Linked DNA regions of Hordeum vulgare: regions 1 and 3 are each linked to region 2. Evidence: chromatin contacts called from public Hi-C data. All regions are on one chromosome and are shown on one strand. The core of a region is the stretch at or near the end of the contact, and the rest is flanking DNA. Distances in the headings are between cores, read along the strand shown. Region 1 has its middle 98 kb from the start of LOC123449384. Region 2 has its middle 180 kb from the start of LOC123449383. Region 3 has its middle 56 kb from the start of LOC123449386.

Region 1 (3,103 bases), core at 70-2,569, 280 kb before region 2:
TGTTAAAATATTGTCACACATTAACTGCAACTGTTAGGTAACATTTGCTTCGTATCCAACAACACATGAAAAGTCAACCTGATAAAAAGAGGATAGAGCGGATTTTTTCCTTTGGTGACAAGGTTTTTCTCAAGTTGCAACCATACGCCCAACTTTCTTGACATGTCGAACCAATCACAAATTGGTGTTTAAGTTCTACGGTCCTTTCAAGATAGTGAAAAAGATTGGCGGAGTGGCGTATAAGTTGGAATAGCCTGTCAGCAGCCAAATACACCATGTATTCCATGTCTCTCGGTTGAAGTGTTTCCTTCCCCGAGACACTATCATCCAATAAGTTCTTCCGCATGCTACTTCGGCCTTTCAGGTTTCCTTGCAAGTGTGTCAACATCGTGTGTCGCAGGTGGGCAAGTGTACCGTTGCTCAAGAGCTTGTTGAGTGGAGGGATTCTTCGCCCATAGCGGCCACTTGGGAAGAGTTGGAGTTTCTGCGTAAGTAATTTCCTCATGCAACAGCTTAAGGACAAAACGGTTTCAAGAAGCGGGGATGTTAGCATCCCGTGACATACCACGAGTACTAACTAAAGATCAAGAGGACACGGTGCAACGCGAGAAGAGGTATGAGAGTGTGAAGATGCTCGTGGGCCAGGCATACGGCCCACTCACAAGAAGGCCAAACTCATATGACTCTCCGATCCGTTTGGGCCCAATAGTCGTTGGAACAATCGAAACATGTGGCTTGTAGCTATTTGCTTGAGCTTTGGCCGATCATTTTTAATTTATAGCTGTGAGGGTGGAAGGGAGGAACAACTAGAGTGAAATGAAATTCCCCATCAAACTCCAAACCGTAGACCGAATGCGTAGCTTACTTTGAACCTGAATCATGCATGCATTTATGGTTATGCCAGGAGAGTTCCATAATATAGCTCTGTTTATAGTCAGGTCCACTAGCTAGTGATCACGTGAGCATGGTAAGTTGGTTAAATTTGCTAAAACTCACATCACAAAAGGCAAGTACTAGATCTAGCTAGGAACTAAACGAAACTAATTCTGTCAACTGAATTCAAATGTTCCGGCCGGCCACGCATGAATGCAAACGTTGTAGTACTAGTCCACGCAACGGAGGCCATGTTTATCCCAGCGAGCAAACGGACACGGCGACGTGTGCAAGTGTACATACACGGATCGAGCCGCGGTGAGGTGTCGACGCGAGGCGCGCCCAGTCGAGGTCAGCAAATAATGGTTAGTTCAAGCAGGAACAAAGGACGCATATCGCCACGGATGGCGTCGGCCATGGTCCACTGCGGCCGTGGCGTCTGGCCGTGCGAGCCGTCCTTGTCCTTGTCGCGGACGGCGACGCGGGTAGCTTTGGTCGATCTCCCGCCCCACGCCGTTGCTTTCAGCGCGCCACCGTCGGTCGGCGTCCTTCCCTCCACTCTCTGTCCCGGTCAGAATGTACAACACGTAAAGCGGCCTTCCCCGGCCCCCAGGGCAAAGCATAAATTCTCAAGTCCATATGTGTGGATCCGCTCTCTTCTCCCCTGGTTCCTTGGCGCGCCTGCGTCCGGGATTATCTCTACGTGATGTGAACTAAACCGAAAAAAGTACTCCTGGACTACGAGCAGTACAGGACTTGGGTTGTGACTTGTGAAAATCAAAGATTAAGTGTGTCATTGCGTGTGTGACCAACAATAATGGGACCCCTTGAATTCCTCTTAAACGTATGAGCGAACACCTCGGTCACCGTCTAGACCGAAAAGCGTCATCCAACCAGACCCACAAAGCCAGCTCAAACTTTTGATCTGTCCGGCACTTCCCGAACTCAGCCCATATGCTGGCAGACATGGGGCGATCCGATAGGCCGGGCTCATCTCAAATCTCTCTAAATCATCTCCAATCTAACCTGACCTATCCTCTTCCTCTCCTCTTTTTTTCTTCGCCCGCGCCGCCATTTTTCCTAACTCCGCCGTCATTGGATGCCAACTCGTTACCTGCTACTCCTTGAACATACAACTTGCCCGTTATGTGTTCGACCAAATGCCCGAGCTATTTTTTCTATTCTTTTTGCTTTATGCAGGCGAATGATGAATTTGTTGGATGATGACTATGAGAACAAGGACCTTCATGAATTTATACAAAGAGTTCGTCGATTTGAACGATGGAGATGTTGATATGACGAGGATAGTGATGTGCATCGAGAAAGATATGAAGAAGCAAGTGGAGCATGTCATGAGGTTCAATTGTTCAATAAAGGATGGGAGAGTTGTTCCCACATATAGGGTCGCCGGAGCATGGCTTCTCTACAACAACTACTTTAAACCAGACCCGACATACCAAGATGATTTTGTTCTGACATTACTTTTAGACGAGCAACCATTTGTTCTTATGTGTCATGAATCCTGTGAAGGAATACAATCCTTACTTTAAGCTGAAGAAGAATTGTTGTGGACAACTCCCCTTCACTCCTTTATAGAAATGTATGATTGCTTTGAGGATGCTTGCATATGATAAAGACACGCATACAGTTGATGCTGAAATATGGATGTGAAGGGCACATGCCTTGAGGCCATAGTAGAATTTGCCCACATCGTAGTGGTGTTTGGATAGAGTACCCGAGAGAACCAATTGTTGAGGACACATAAAAGTTACTAGTAATTGGAGCAACAAGAGATTTTTTATGTATGCTCGGTTTAGTTGATTGCTTGCGTTGACAATGAAAGCACTGCATGAGCATATAAAAGGTTTGCACGGGCTAAATCAAGGTCACACCAAAGAGGTCATCATCATATTTAAAGCAGTGACATCAAAGAACTTGTAGATTTGGCATGGTTTCTTTGACATGTCGTTTTCACAATAACATCAATGTCCTCTAGCGATTTTTGTTGTCCGGGAGACTTTGTGATGGGATGCTCCCGTGTGCAACGACATAATCAACGGGAATAATTGTAAAAATAGGATATTACCTTGCTGATGGTACCGATCCTTAGTAGGCAGCGTTTGTGAAGAGTATATCTATGTCCCGAGGTAACAAACAACATATCTTCGCACACATGCAAGAAGATGTTAGGGAGGATGTGAAACGGGCATTCATGGTCCTCTCAACTTAT
Region 2 (3,349 bases), core at 201-2,700:
GGAAAAGTAGGTGTCCATCAACATCAAGTGATCGCGTGCTTGTGGCGATTCAGCACTTGATGGCCCTTGATCGATCCCTTGAAATTGGGAACATGATCTTCCGCACACTTCGTGTGTGCGAGGACCGCCTGCATCATCATCGTCTCATTCGGGTAGTCCTCCTCACGAGAAGAGTCATCAGATGACTCAACATAGTGGTCGTATATGTACTCCATATCCAAATCCATTGCTTCAAAGAAGCAGGGACAACAAAATCAAGCACGAGCATTTCAACGAGCACTTCCCGTGCACGATGACTACCGTAGGGGCGGATGGTACTTGTGCAGCGGACGGAGGAGATGTATCGACCGATAGTGAAGCAGACGAGACGTGAAGCCCGGGTATTGCGGTGGAGGTGAAGGAGCCCGAGTGATGGTGATGGAGCCGCGGAGTTTCGGGAAGGGAGGGGCGGGGCGGGGTGGTGGAACAACGACGGCATCAAGAAAGAAAACGAATACAGAGAAAGACAGAAGAATGGAGACATGTGGTCCGGAAGGGGTTTGAGGTAGGTCAGGGGTTTTGGAGTCCTACATGGTTGTTGTCTAGACTCCCGCAAAGCCCTCAATTTGCTTTCTTTTTACAAAAAAGAAGGGACATCCGGACCGGCCCGCTGACGTATATAGGCACGCAGTGGATGGCAAAATACGTTTCGACCATGCAGTCCGGACGTCCCAAGCAATTTAAGGGTCTACTTTGGAGGTGATGTGACAGTGGAATCAAGTGTTGCAATCTTCTCATACTAGTCCAAGAAGTGGGGGGATCAAACAAAGCCTACCGTATCAACGGGGCAAACATGGCTCATGATTGAAATCCAGACTTCTTTGATTTTCAAGGATCACAAATGAAATTTCCTTTATTTTTTAAAAGAAATAAATAAATGTGAATTCAATTATTTTGAAATAAAAAAATGAAATTCCAAACAACACGGGAAGGGTCGATGTTGGTAGTCTTCTAAACTAGTGTCCCCATCTTCGAGAAACGAGAGTTGAAACTTTTTTCTTTTTTTGCTGGAGGAAGATTCGTGACTTTTTAAACAAAAAATGACTTAAAAGTTCACACTTTACATTTTCACAATTTACAAATAAAATGCTCTATTTCGGCCCCCAAAAGATAGGAAAGTTGGAACGTCAATCTTGTTTTTCTCTTTAGTAAAAACATAAACACCATATAAATCTAGTTCTTTAGGTAACATAAATCTAGTTGAAAAAATGATTAACAACCATGTAAACTCGGCAAGTTAATCTAATACTCCTAAAAAAAATCAAGTACTAAAAGAAAGGGCGGCCTATGCTTTTATTCTCATTCTCCCTACAAACCAAACTGACGTGGGGCTATAGCTTCCTATTCCCCGTGTAGGTCGGTACATAGCGATATTGTGACAGACTCCGCCAACTGTGGTGTCCATCAGCAACGTTTACGTGGACCACCCCTGTGCGCGTGGTCCTCTTTTGGCCCGGCCCATTCCAGGTTCTCTCCCATACCTGTTTTAAGCTTCTTTTTTAATTTACGATTTTTGTTTTTTATTTCTTTTCTCTGTAGTCTTTTTTCCATTTCATGTTGCGAACATCTTTTTAAAATTTCTGAACATTTTTATCAAGTCATGAATATCTTCTAGAATTCACGAACATAATTTTGAAATTTACGAACATAATTTTGAATCATGAACATTTTTTAAATTCACGAACTTAATCGAGAACATTTGTTGAATTCACTAATATTTTTCATGAAACCATGACCACTCCTCAAAATGACAAATATTTTTTGAGATCACGAACATTTTCTGTGCCATTAATTATTTAGAAATTGCAAACATTTTATCTTAAATTTGTGAACATTTTTAGAATCGTCGAACAATTTTAGAATCAACGAGTATTTTTTATTTTACCAAGATTCTCATTGAAATGTATGAGGATTTTTTTATTGACAAATATTTTCTTGAATTGCATGAACGTTTTAAATCAGTGAACATTTCTTGAATATATGAACCTTTTCTACAAGTTAGTGAAATATTTGTTTAAATTCAGGATATTTTTTCAATACGTAAACATTTTTCATACCCTTGATTTTTTTAATCCGTGAACATTTTATGATTTGCGAAACAATTCTCCAATATTTCATATTTCTTGAATTCCTATTTTTATTAATAAAAAACTGAAATATTTTAGAAAGGATAAAACAAAAGATACGAAAGATGCGAAAAATGAAACAACAGAGAGGGACTCCCAGCATGGTCTTGGCCGGCCCAATACGGTGCATTATCGAAGGTCCATGAATCTTGCTTATAGTTGATGATAGGTTGGTCATATCCTATTTGGTGCGCCTGTTAGCGAAATTACTAATTGAGGAGTATTCCTTTTAAAATCATTCTCACCTTTCTAAGTTGCGACAAGTGATACATCATATCTATGTCCTTTGTCGTAACCTGGAAGTTTTTCTTTTTTTAATTCATATTTTTAAAATGTTTTATCTCTTAAACCGTGCATCCAATTCTTGAACCGTTTTCAATCGTGGGTTTCTGGCATCGAGATCTTCAAAACTAGAGGCTTTGACGAACTATTTTTTCACAAAAGAACAGACAAAAACAAACAGACGGAAAAATTCGTGCCTCTCGCGGTAAAAAAACATAAATGTATTATTTTTTTATTTCTCGTGAATGCAAAACCGTGCCTCTCATGTAAGATAAACCGTGCCTCTCACAAAAAATAGAAAACGTGTTTTGTTTTTTCGTTTCCGAGAGGCACGATCATGCCTCTCGTGAAAGCAAAACCGTGTCTTTTGTGAAAGCAAAATCTTGCCTTTCATGATAAAAAAATACGTTTTTCGTTTTCGAGAGGCACGTTCATGCCTCTCATGAAAATAAAAACGTGCCTCTCGCGATAAAAAAACCGTGTTTCTCATAAAAAAAATAAAACACATATTTTATTGTGTTCACAAAAGCACAGTCGTGCCTCTAGCGAAAATAAATCATGCTTCTAATGAAAGCAAAATCATACCTCTCATGAAAAAACCAAAAACACGTTATTTTTTTTTGTTTTAAAGAGGCACGGTCGTGCCTATAGCGATAGGAAAACCGTGCTGCCAAAAAAAATCTATTTTTTTGGCAACAAGAAAATTGATTTTTTTGGTCCAAGAGTTAGAAAACACTGGTGAAAACTGGAACACTAAAAAAGGGGAAATCTATTCTAAAAAACAGAAAGCACATGTAAAAAAAATAAAAAACAAAAATCAGAAAAAAAATACTCAGAACATGGCACGTGACGATGGGTGCAAACACGTCAAATGATGGTGTGTGGAAATGATCATAGAAAGG
Region 3 (3,099 bases), core at 22-2,521, 390 kb before region 2:
AATAACTAAAGTTATCAATAGCTGGGCTCCTTTTAAGAGGATCATTTTTTTTTTTGGCCCGGGAGAGGGCCGAGTGATGCGTCCAACCACTGTTACGTGTCGTGTGGTAGGGACTCGCTCTGGTTATCCAATATTTTGTTGTTGATTGAAGCCTGTTATGGATTTTAGATTTTTTTTTTGTTTTTTCAGTTTAACTTCACTGCCGTCGGAACTTGCATTTGAGATCTGTACAAACCAGGAAAGCTGTCCTCAATTGTTTGTACATTTTTTTTGAATTGTTTAGATTGCTTGCGACATGATTCACCCACTTCTAGGAGCTGAGGAGACTGCTGCATGCACTCGATTGCGAGCTTTCTTTTACAAAGGAAATACTCCTGCACAGATAAACGCGTGGACATACAAACGTGAAACTTGCACCTTTTGTGCGTCTCTTTGACCCGTTTGGGTCCGATCAACCACATTGGAAGATCTCATCCAGTTCACGTCAACAGTCAAACTGAGAAGCAACTACGCCTCTAGCATGCGTGCACTGAGACTGGATCAGACGGCAAGGCATAAAAAACGATGCCCCCCCTGAATCTTGGCCCCCATGCAGTCCACAGTCCACACGATGACTAGCTCCAGCTTTTGCCGTTTGAGACCACACGTAAATCCGTTTCTGCACGCTCTTTTTGAACCGAAAAGAGGTCATCAAAAGCAGGCTTGGCCTCGGTTCCGTGAGCGCCTGACCCGAGTTTGTTTGGGTTGGATCGGGCGAGAGCTTCAGCTTCCTTTTGTCCCCGGGAAGTAACATAACAGAGGAACGTGGAGTGTCCGTCTGCCTCGACATCACGCCGCCGTCCTGTCCCGATGGTCGGTCGAAGACGAACGTGGCGGTGTCACTCGTCGTGAGCCATGCATGCATATGCATGGGCTCAAGCTCAATCGATCGCAGCGCAGCGGTTATTTCCTGGACGCGAGCGACGGCAGCGTGTTCTGTTGCTGCAACGAACTGGTGATGGGACGACACCTGGAAAGCGCCGAGGGCGGCTGCATGGTCGGTCGATCGGTTTGTTCGGTTCGCCTCCTCCATGCTGTGACATGCAGTTAATGGAAAATGCCATGACGAACTGCAGACAAATTATTATATCCTTATCCGAAGATGAGACTACAGTGCAGTCCGACACCTCATCGATCTATCCAGAGACAACAGTTGAAGAGGCAAGGCATGCAACAAGCGGCTCACGAGAGAGGTCGATCGGCTTGCATCCATCCATGCCCGTACCGGTGTCGTCGCGCTCGGTTCATGCATGAGAACACATGGTTGAGGTCAGGACAGGGAACAGACTGGACGAACGGGCCCTCGAATTATCACTGCCATGCATGGGATGGGAAGGAGTACGTACGTATAGGTCGGCACATAGCAGCTTGACACTTTGCATCCCCTGGTTAGTTTTACGTGCGACACGCTAGTTCGGTCCCCCAGCAAGCTTAGCCAGGGGCATTACACCTGGGCCAGACGGTAGCACGGCTGCGCAGGTGTCCCGTGCACCGGCCCGGCGCGCGACCGTGCATGCATGAATCAATGCAGTACGTACGTGGCGGCATGGCGAATTGAAGTGGATGCACGGGGAGCTGTGCTCGGGACCATGCATGAAGCAGCTAGAGCGGCGGCATGCATGCATGTACGCGTGCGATGTTGTGCTCTGCTTCGCAGTTGCAGCGGCTCATGGTCGATCGGTCTGGTCCATTTTATCTTGAGTTTCGTCACTGTAGCGCGTGTCACTGCACTGTTTTCCTTCTGGGTTGGCGGCGGCGGCTCCTCTGAACGGACGCATTTGCCGATCCAAGGCCCATGCAGCTGCATACTTCCCGGTCTCGAGCTCGCTCACTCGCTCGTGCGTATGTGTCAGCGCCCCTGGTAAACAACCAATTCTGGCTGAAGATCAAGGGACACGGCGACAACAGGGGATGGCTCTGTAGCAGAACCAGCAACGAGAGAAGACGTGCCAGAGTTTGAAGATGCCCGTGGGCCAGGAGCGTGGGCCAGGAGCGTGAAGACCAGGCTCAGATGGCTCTCCGATCCGTCTGGGCCCAGTAGCCATTGTAACGATCTAGCCGTGGAACAGAACAATGGCTTTGCCGATCATTTGTAAGCTTGTAACCGTGAGGATGGAAGGCAGGAATAACAATAGTGAAATAGAATTTCCCAATTCAAACTTCAAACCGTAGACCGAGTGCATAGCTTATAGTTGATATCAGAGTCGGTAGTCCTGGAGCTTCCTCAACATCATCATGTCACACGGTGACGAGATAGGGGTCGAGCGGCGGTGATGGAGAAGCCATCAGAGAAAGTGTGTGGAGTATACGAGCTCTCCCGCATCGATTTCTCTTCGGATTGGATGAGCGCCTCAAGGACCAAAGTGAGGTTCTTCTCCACGCCATGTGAAAGATGACCAATGTGAACATGCCACTCTCGATGGCCGATTGCGACGCGGGTGGATGTCATCTGTGAAGAGATGGCGCTCGAGCTCGAGCAAATCTGAGGGGAGCTGCACAAAGACGCTCTGATCCAAGTGAGGGAGTCTGGGACTAAAGGGACCTCGGGTCATCGGACTATTTCTACGGGCCAGACTCATACGTCACTTCGGACAACCGATTACATATACGAGGAATGTTTCACAAGACTTGGTGATCAAGAGAAGGACTCCTCTACAACGACATAGCCATTAGGACTCTTGTTACGTAGGCCTATGGTGCATTGTATAAACCGAGATCCGGCTAGTCGATAGACAATCTCTCATACTGAGACTGATTAAGCTCATTACTATCAGGGTTTAGATCACAACATACGATCTCGAGATAGATCAACTCTGTACTTGATACTCAACCATCAATATAAACAAGAGCAGCACGTAGGGATTTACCTCCATCAAGAGGGCCCAAACGTGGGTGAACACCGCCTTCTTTGTCCCATGTTCCCATCGATCCAAGATCCACAGTTCAGACCCCCTACTCGAGATCCGTCGGTTTTGACACTGCACATTGGTGCTTTCATTGAGAGTTCCGCTATGTGACCGACAGAAGAATTGATGGCTCGTTTGTAGTTTGATTGCGGTT

Evidence for each region. Hi-C and Micro-C count contacts between places; a contact is called where the count stands out from the background.
Region 1: a contact with region 2 is called in a Hi-C map of seedling, with 3 times the contacts expected there. The contact joins two enhancer-like sites. A contact is called at or near these places in 3 of 6 Hi-C or Micro-C datasets (leaf and seedling).
Region 3: a contact with region 2 is called in a Hi-C map of seedling, with 4 times the contacts expected there. The contact joins two enhancer-like sites. A contact is called at or near these places in 4 of 6 Hi-C or Micro-C datasets (leaf and seedling).

Annotation. Positions count from the first base shown.
Region 1 is chr4H:542,838,112-542,841,214 of MorexV3_pseudomolecules_assembly, reverse strand. No RefSeq gene overlaps it. Among protein-coding and RNA genes, the nearest start is that of LOC123449384, 98 kb to the right of the region's middle. Within about 2 kb of position 1,319, at least 3 of the 3 cell types and tissues checked have open chromatin away from gene starts, as enhancers often do. A contact at or near this core is called in leaf and seedling, where this site is marked.
Region 2 is chr4H:542,553,637-542,556,985 of MorexV3_pseudomolecules_assembly, reverse strand. No RefSeq gene overlaps it. Among protein-coding and RNA genes, the nearest start is that of LOC123449383, 180 kb to the right of the region's middle. Within about 2 kb of position 1,450, at least 3 of the 3 cell types and tissues checked have open chromatin away from gene starts, as enhancers often do. A contact at or near this core is called in leaf and seedling, where this site is marked.
Region 3 is chr4H:542,945,678-542,948,776 of MorexV3_pseudomolecules_assembly, reverse strand. No RefSeq gene overlaps it. Among protein-coding and RNA genes, the nearest start is that of LOC123449386, 56 kb to the left of the region's middle. Within about 2 kb of position 1,271, at least 2 of the 3 cell types and tissues checked have open chromatin away from gene starts, as enhancers often do. A contact at or near this core is called in seedling, where this site is marked.